Regions from separate parts of the Danio rerio genome. Here all the other regions are linked to region 3. A link is a contact called in public Hi-C and HiChIP or PLAC-seq data. All regions are on one chromosome and are shown on one strand. The core of a region is the stretch at or near the end of the contact, and the rest is flanking DNA. Distances in the headings are between cores, read along the strand shown.

Region 1 (2,786 bases), core at 21-2,520, 140 kb after region 3:
GATTGAGGTATACTTTGTTAGGATAAGACAATGTTTGGCCAAGATAAAATGGAAATGGAGGATTTAAATGGAATGCTTAGTGATGCACATTATTTATAAAAAAAAATGTTTGTATATTTACAGTAGGAAATTTACTAAATGTCTTCATGGAGCATGTTCTTTACTTACTATTCAAATTTGTGGCTTAATATCAAATCTTTAATTTTGACAATACTGACAAAACCATACAGTACAATACATGCAGCATAAGACACAAAGTTAAAGTTCACAAATGAATCACAGGGTCATAAATGTAAAATAAAAGTGTCATTTCACAAGAGATATTATGTTTTAGGCATGTTTTTATTTTTTATTTTTAGACAACACAATATCAACATTTTAACCTCAGAAGAGTTACAAAATTAAAATGAGGTGGAAAAACCCTGATTTTCAATTACAACAATTGAAAATATTCATTAATCGAAAAAATTTTGTAAATTAATGGACCGTTTTCACAAGACTGTTATGACGTGTTTAACGGTCATCATAATCTTTAATCATTAAAAGTTTTTAATATTTCGATTTAAAAAAAAACATATAAACATTTATATGATTTATGAAGGTACTATATCATATTTGTGTCAAATTACCAAAACAAATGACCACTTATGCAAGATTTTTCTAATTCAGCATAACTCATTAATTCAGAGTGTAAATTTGAGGTTATTCTGTCCTCTGGCTGAAGTCATCATTTTTCTGAAAGGCTTGATAACACCAATGTGGCATTTTTTTTTAATGATTTCAGCAAATAGGATTGTAAAAATATATATATTTGTTGCACTCTCCGATTCACTGTGTTCAAAGTTTACCCAAGTACGACGACTTCTGCTACTGAGAAACCCGGAAATGTGAAAAGGGTCCATTGAATCTTTAATGATGATGTTCAGTTTGAATATAAAAATAAATTGCACAGAAAAGGACATACTGTTACTTTTTTGGTTCAATTTATTTCAAAGTTGAAACTAAACATCAGTGTTCGATGACTTTTGACAAAACATGATTTTTGTTGGAAGACAGTTTATGTATTCCAAATAGAGCTGATCTCTATAACAACTATCTCTATAACTAATAGAGAAGGGTCTAAAAATGTATCCATCCTGCCTTTATTTCTTTCTTTGACACATTTTACACAACCACTCATACTTCTGGAAGAATATGCAGTGATTTCTACAGCAAACAAAACTAGCATAGCAACAGTAGTTTCAGATTTTTAGCAAAGGCCTGCCAAACACAAAGCTGCTGGCCTTTCAGTGTACACATTTGTCTGGTGGAAGGTGTCAGTGAGAGAGATGGAGAGTAGTACGTGTATTACGTGATGTGTAACGGCTGTTCTATATATATAACAAATCGTAGGGCCTGCGGTGTAGCGCTCTTACTCAGAAGGACACACTCCAGAGGGCATTTAATATGCCTCAAACCACTGAAGTGGTGTGAAAGTGTAACTTCCCTGGGATTTCTACACGTTCACACTGTTGAACAGGTACTGTATGCATTTCTTCTTAGTATTAGTTTAATATTAGTGTGCATACCAAAGAAGAATGTATAAACGAATGAATGTGGATTTTGCATACTTCGCTCTCCATGCATGCAGCTTTACCAGTGACTTAGTTTGTGATTAATTTTGATCATTAACATGCACTTGTTTAATATAGTTTCTACAATATTCTAAGGTTTGAATTTGTATTATCTTCAATTATGTGTGTTCTGATTACATCTGAGCTCATAAAACAGATTGAATGGAGTCTTTAGATTTTATCACATTGTTATTTAATATTACAATAAATCTTATAGCAAAATACTGTATAAAATAATGAATTTTACTTTTTTTATAAATAATGTATGTAAATAATTAAATATGGATTATTCTGTTAGCATATATTATATAGTATATTTTTCTGTATTTTTTTGCTCATGATCAGTTGTTTGTGTTATATTTTTAAGCTTCAGTGCAATTTGTTTCTGAAAAAATATTGGTTTAATAGATTTAAGTTGAACGTACTAAAGGATTGCCAGAATTTAGGAACATGCTTTACTTTGAAGTCAAAGTAAAAATAGAGAAAACCCCTATAGAGAAAAATATGGCAAAAATGAAATCTCGATAATTATTTTCCATATTGAACGATAAAAACAAATATTCCAGATGCTTCCAGATTTAAAAGAGTACCCGACAATGACTGAAGCCACGAAACCTAGAGGGTCCAAAAAATGACATAGCATTTTAGGCCGATACATTTTTGGTGGCCGAAAATTAGGCACATCTGTAATATCAGCTCACTTTTACATTCCCATTGTTGCACATTTCTGCTGTGTGATTGGCTCTTAGATTAATAAAGAATAAAAAAGTCCAGAGCTCATCATTGTCATTGACAAATTTTATTGTGATTTGATATAATACTGTTTATCAGCCCAGTCCAACTCCTGGAACTCCGCTAATATAATCATTTGATTAAGCCATTTTATATCATTCAGTGTCATGCCATCATCTGCCTGCTTACTATTTTTTATTTACCTATTTTGTGTCATAATTTTTGAGTTTAGCAAGGCTGTTTATTCATGTTTACCAATGTTTATTCATTGATTGATGCATTCATTTTACATTTACAGATCCAGAACTATCTGTGTGTCATCCACTCATAATGGATGACTTTGAATACAGCGTACAAATCTCAGACCAAGACTGGGACTGTTTTTTCCAGGAGTGTGAGGGCTGTGACCTGCTTTCACCAGTGCTTGCTAGCCGAGAGGAT
Region 2 (3,008 bases), core at 362-2,861, 170 kb after region 3:
AAACTCAATTCTCTCCAAAACCAAGGAAACCTGAGAGCTCTTCCCTGCCCTGAAGGCTACGCTGGAAATAGAAATAGATCTAACTTCATTACACTGGTGAATTCTATCAGCAGACGAATGTATGTGAAGTGAGATCCTGACACTGAGTTAATGAGATTTACAGGCAGCATCATTACACCGCTAAATTCAAACCATTAAACAACCTTTATCCTAACAGCTTCTGTCCTATACAGAAAATTACTTTTAATCAGTAACTTTGTCTAATTTCCTATTTAAGCATCCTCAGGAATGAATGTTACTCAGCAATTTAATTAAGAAGATAAATATTCACAGAATGATAGTGTAATTTATATGTTTATGTTCTTAGAAAGTTTTCTTAACACTTAACTTTTGTTTTTTTATGTTTTAAAAGTTTTTAAAATATATATTTTTTCAAAACATAATCAAATTGTAAAGACGACATTTCGATTATAACCTTTTTTCATACAACCTAAATTTCCTCACAATATAAATGTATGTTTTTGACTATTTCGAACAATGTAAAACCCAGCAGTCAACTTGATCAAATGAAATAAGTGTATTTAACAAAAAATTTACTGAAAGTAATTTTACTCATTTGAAAAGAGTTTTGAACTGATGAGTTCATTAAATACCTCATTACTTCAACTTTAAAAAAATGTTTTACCAATGAAAAACATCCTTAAAACATAATATATTATTGTTTATGACATGATCAAAACTTAATTAACTATTTTTATATATAGACACCTAATTTACTGTATGTATATATATATATATATATATATATATATATATATATATATATATATATATATATATATATATATATATATATATATATATTATAATCAAAACAATAGGAAAATATTCTTAGAGTATAAACTTGTCGAAATGTAAGGACAACACTTTAAATATAACCATTTTCTCATACAACCTAAGTTTTCTTGAAACAAATGTATGTTTTTTGAAGATTGAGAATAGAGAATTGAGACAGCTGATTGAGAATATTAGAAAAAGCATCTAAGAAAACATTCTTACAGTAATTAAAAAAATGTTTTACGAATGAAAAACATCCTTTAAACATAATATATTGTTTGTTCTTTACAATATCAAAACTTAATAACCGTAATATACTATATATATATTTATATATTCAAAACTTAAGGGTAATTTTCTTAGAATATAAACTTGTCTGCTAACATTTTCAAAATAAAAGCAAGCAAAAACGTCCGTTTTGAACTTTGACAGAATGACCTATAATATTAATTATCTTTAATTATTACATTTTAAACTGAACATTAAATCAACCGTTTACGTGAGATTCCTTTAGTCTGAATTACATTCATACTTTCAAAACTTTGTTGTTGTTTTTTTACCTGTTCCTGCGTATAAAGCTCTTGCTGGAGAACCTGAAGTTGTGTTGGGGGACGCATGACATACTACTCCCCATGTTGATCCTGGTTTAGTGTGTGTATAGCTCCTGGATGAGAGAGTCCGGGTGTTTTTGTCTGCAAGATCAATAGTTGTAATCCAACCTCCCAGGAGCCAAGTGAATGAGTAAGTGTTCAGCACAGAGACCAGACTGATACTGAAACAGCAGACCGTGAGCAGGAGTGTATGAGGGGGAGAGCGAGTGTGTGTGGGTGGAGATTTAAAGGAGAGGACGGGACGGGACTGAGCCACGAAGTTCACACCTTCAGCGTGAGATCCACTCACTAAATGAAGCCCTGATGACAAAGGGCAACGTGTGCTTTTTCACACCTTTTAGAAGCAAATGGCACTGATTTGAATGTTTTGTGCACTTTGATGAAGCATTAAGGGTTGAATGAATGAAGCCTGATGGTGTCATTTAAGAGGTCACAGCAACATGTCTGGACATGGTCTGACTCTCAATACTTATTACAGGATGATTGTTTTATTTAGACACCTGATTTACTGTTAGTAATTCACTTAAGATGGCTGGAAATTTGTTATTTGTGCAATTTGAAAAGTTCAGGAACACTAAAAATTATGCAAATAAAAGTATAAAAATAATTTGTATTGTTAGTATATTCACAATAGTATTATTTATTTTTATTTAGCCACTAAAATAACGAATGATGCTAGAAACTAAAGTCTGTGTGGTGAATAATTTCTGTAAGAAATAAAATAAACTAAAATAGTTCATAGTGTTTTAAATTTTATAAGTGAGAATTTTTTAGTTAATAATTATATTAGAGATATTAACTCGTTTTTTTGTTGGGTAAAAAATCATACATTTGTTTTATAAATAGAACTTAAAAATTAATATAATTATAATTATGAATTTACATAAATAAAAAAATATGGATGAGGACTATTATTTACTTTTCCAGCTGTGTAAATATATGACAGTTAATAAATCTCAAAATTATTTACCCTTTTTTTTTTTAAGAGCAGAAAAAAGTTAATAGTTTTTAAGGTTAAATGAATAATACTAATTGAACTACTTGCAAAATCGACATTCATAAACATATTCCATCAAATACAATATAAACTTTAAATGGAGCATGTAATAAACATACATAAAGTTGAAGTTGGAATTATAAAAAAAAAATCAAAGGGGGGGCTAATATTTCTGATTTTAAGTGTGTGTGTGTGTGTGTGTGTGTGTGCGTGTGCGTGCGTGTGTGTGTGTGTGTGTGTGTGTGTGTGTGTGTGTGTGTGTGTGTGTGTGTGTGTGTGTGTGTGTGTGTGTCCATTTTAAGGTCAACATTATTAGCCCCTTTAAGCTGTATTTTTTTTCGATTTTTACCTGCCTAGTTAACCTAATTAACCTAGTTAAACCTTTAAATGTCACTTCAAGCTGCCTTATAAAATATTTAATAGAATATTGTTTACTGTCATCATAGCAAAGATATCTTTAGAGATGTGTTGAGAAAAATTTCTTTAGTAAATACAAATTGGTTAAAAAACTGACTTTAACTATATATATATATATATATATATATATATATATATATATATAT
Region 3 (2,799 bases), core at 159-2,658:
TTTGAAGTGTTTCTACTTCATATGAGTTAATACATTTTAAATGCATGTACATTTTACCATTCTTAAAATGTTGGAAATAAAATACTATAATGAAAATAGCCCATTACAGAACTCGAAAAAGGTTTTATAAAATTTGCAAAATGCATAGGCATAGTTGGAAATTGGTGTTTCATGCATTTCATTCATGGCTTTTATATTTATATAAACGTGCAAAAATGTTAAACTGTGTTATTATGTGTTTCATTTATTGCAATTTCTTAAGCCTCTTTAAACACGCCAACAAACATGAACAGAAAAAAAAACAAGCCGAATTTCAAAAAGAACAAACATGAGTTCATAATTCGTCAAGAATAAAAGCAGCGGCGACTTTGCTCGCTGTAGCCCGCAGCCTGCGAGTTTAGCAGCGGCACGTGCTCAAGGGACGCAGCGGTGCAGTGAGCGGGCGCGCAGACTGGCTGGCACGCGGACAGATGTAGCAACGCCTCCCCCGCGCGCTCTCTGCCTTCTGCACTGCTGGAATGATTGACGCGTAAGATCTTCACCCAGCCAATAAGGCGAAGCTTTGCTAGATTTGCATAAAGCGGCGAGCTTCCCATTGGTTTCCTGCGTGCTGCTTCGAACCGCCTCGCGTGCCTGTACAGCTGTTTGCTTCTTTGAAGCGCAACTAGATCCTTCAAGTTTTTTCAGTCTTATTTTCTTTCTGTAGTGATTGGATTTGAACTTTTATTATTATGCATAATGTAAATAATAATAATAATAATAATAAAAGATTGGCTATGCTTGTCCATGTGTCCCTGAATATCATCAATAGTTAGAATAATATACATTGCAATATTAAGTATGCAAGAAGTCTAATAAGTGTCCAAACTTTCTTATAGCAAATGGCAGTTTGCAATATTTTTTTTAAATATTTATTATGCAATTGAAATGTAGAGAGATTCAATATCCTAATAAAATAAGTAACATGTTCTCCGACGTTTTATAGATATATAGGCCTAATTTTGATAAACAGATCATTATTTATTAGTTTTCCTTTTTCCGAAATGAAGTGTGCAGGAATGTTGGCCGCGCAGTATGTGAATGCAGAAATACGTGATTCAGCTCTGAAAAAAAAACGTTGGTGGCAAACAGCAAGAGTATTCCCCCAATTCCCCTTATCACTTCACAGCCAGGCCGACTGCACTCGCCTCTTTGTTGTTTGTCCCTCCAGGGCTGATTGAGCAGCGCGTGACTGACAGCCCGCGGGGGTGTTGTCCAATCAGCAGTCTGCCCGCGCCCAATGGGTGAGTCCGCGCGCCTATTGGCTGAAGCGAGTGTGGGAAAGAATGCAGAGAGGGTTTCACACGAACTGGGAGCATGCGATCTATCTATAAATACCGCTGGCGTGTGGCAGTGGGAGATTCGACTTGCCCTCTGAAGCGCTGCGCCACACACACGCTCGTGTCCTCATATGACAGCCTCCCGACTATAAGTCATAAAGCTGATAAGAGGGACTCACACTCTCTCTCGTGATCGTCCCGAGATCTTGGCTACGTTCCGCATCTAATCCTAAGAGCCCGTTCCTGTTGTTTTTTTTTAAACCACACACGGAATATATTCACTTTTTGGCTTCTACCGGACTCAACTTTGGTGTTTGATCATGCCAGCCGATAATATGGAGAAGCAGACAGCATCACCTATTGCTGGTGCCCCTGCCAGTGGATCTCATACTCCTGACAAGCCAAAGAATGCCAGCGAGCATAGAAAGGTAAAAATCACTTATAATGCGATTGCATATTGTTTTAGAAGAATGACAGCTGCATCAGTTATTCTAAAAAAAGAGAGAATGTCTTTTAATTACGTAAATTAATTAATTTTCCATTTCATCTGCAGTCTTCAAAGCCAATCATGGAAAAGCGCCGCAGAGCGAGAATCAACGAGAGCCTTGGGCAGCTGAAGACTCTCATTCTTGATGCTCTTAAAAAAGATGTAAGTTTTATCTACAACTCTTGTCATGCTTCAGTCACCCGACGTTAGTAATTCTGAAACAGTTTCTAACCGAATTCTGCTCATTCACAGAGCTCCAGACACTCTAAATTGGAGAAAGCTGATATTCTGGAGATGACAGTCAAGCACCTGCGCAATTTACAACGTGTTCAGATGAGCGGTAAGTTGCAAGTCAGATTCCTCAAGATGATAAACTTTTAACGTGCTTTTAAAAACGCAATTTAATTTCCTGAATACACAATCTAAATACGTTTTATCTTTGTTTACCAGCAGCCTTGTCAGCTGACACAAACGTCCTCAGCAAGTACCGCGCAGGATTCAACGAGTGCATGAACGAGGTGACTCGATTTCTCTCTACCTGCGAGGGAGTGAATACAGAGGTCAGATCGCGACTTCTTAACCACCTGTCCGGTTGTATGGGACAGATGATGGCCATGAACTACCCTCAGCCTGCCCCCGCTCAACAGGCTCATTTGGCTCAGCCTCTTCACGTGCAGCTTCCTTCAACGTTACCCATCAACGGCGCCTCAATGGGTTCCAAACTCAGTCCTTCAGAAGCGGTCTCACCAAAAGTCTTTGGAGGATTCCAGCTGGTGCCAGCCACGGACGGACAGTTTGCTTTTCTTATCCCCAACCCAGCGTTTGCTTCTGCTACAACTCCAGTCATTCCCTTGTACGCAAACGCAAGCGTTCCAGTAACTGTCAACGCCAGTCCCGTCCAGGCCAGCTCGGCTCCCACGGTCGCATCTCCTGTCCAGGGAATGACCTCCTTCTCGGGCGTTCCACAAGCCGTCAGTCCCGTTGGTGTCAGTG

Evidence for each region. Hi-C and Micro-C count contacts between places; a contact is called where the count stands out from the background. HiChIP or PLAC-seq counts read pairs in DNA pulled down with a chosen protein or histone mark.
Region 1: a contact with region 3 is called in an H3K4me3 HiChIP or PLAC-seq map of gastrula embryo, with 7 times the contacts expected there. The contact joins the promoter of perm1a here to the promoter of her9 in region 3. A contact is called at or near these places in 2 of 18 Hi-C or Micro-C datasets (embryo and hematopoietic stem cells) and 3 of 4 datasets of contacts at active chromatin or transcription factors (caudal fin, embryo and gastrula embryo).
Region 2: a Hi-C map of an unstated tissue shows a contact between it and region 3, with 2.3 times the contacts expected there. The contact joins the promoter of plekhn1 here to the promoter of her9 in region 3. A contact is called at or near these places in 1 of 18 Hi-C or Micro-C datasets (an unstated tissue) and 1 of 4 datasets of contacts at active chromatin or transcription factors (embryo).

What each region holds. Positions count from the first base shown.
Region 1 is chr23:26,198,410-26,201,195 of GRCz12tu, reverse strand. perm1a (PPARGC1 and ESRR induced regulator, muscle 1a) reads left to right here and starts at 1,270. Exons shown (of 4, transcript XM_692681.8): 1 at 1,270-1,519; 2 at 2,644-2,786. The coding sequence starts at 2,676.
Region 2 is chr23:26,169,767-26,172,774 of GRCz12tu, reverse strand. plekhn1 (pleckstrin homology domain containing, family N member 1) reads right to left here and starts at 1,611. Exons shown (of 16, transcript XM_692642.9): 1 at 1,398-1,611. The coding sequence starts at 1,471. All of the region lies in intron 3 of LOC141380491 (a long non-coding RNA gene), which reads left to right.
Region 3 is chr23:26,339,203-26,342,001 of GRCz12tu, reverse strand. her9 (hairy-related 9) reads left to right here and starts at 1,408. Exons shown (of 4, transcript NM_131873.1): 1 at 1,408-1,747; 2 at 1,873-1,968; 3 at 2,059-2,146; 4 at 2,257-2,799. The coding sequence starts at 1,640. The region is part of intron 3 of LOC137489184 (a long non-coding RNA gene); the gene reads left to right.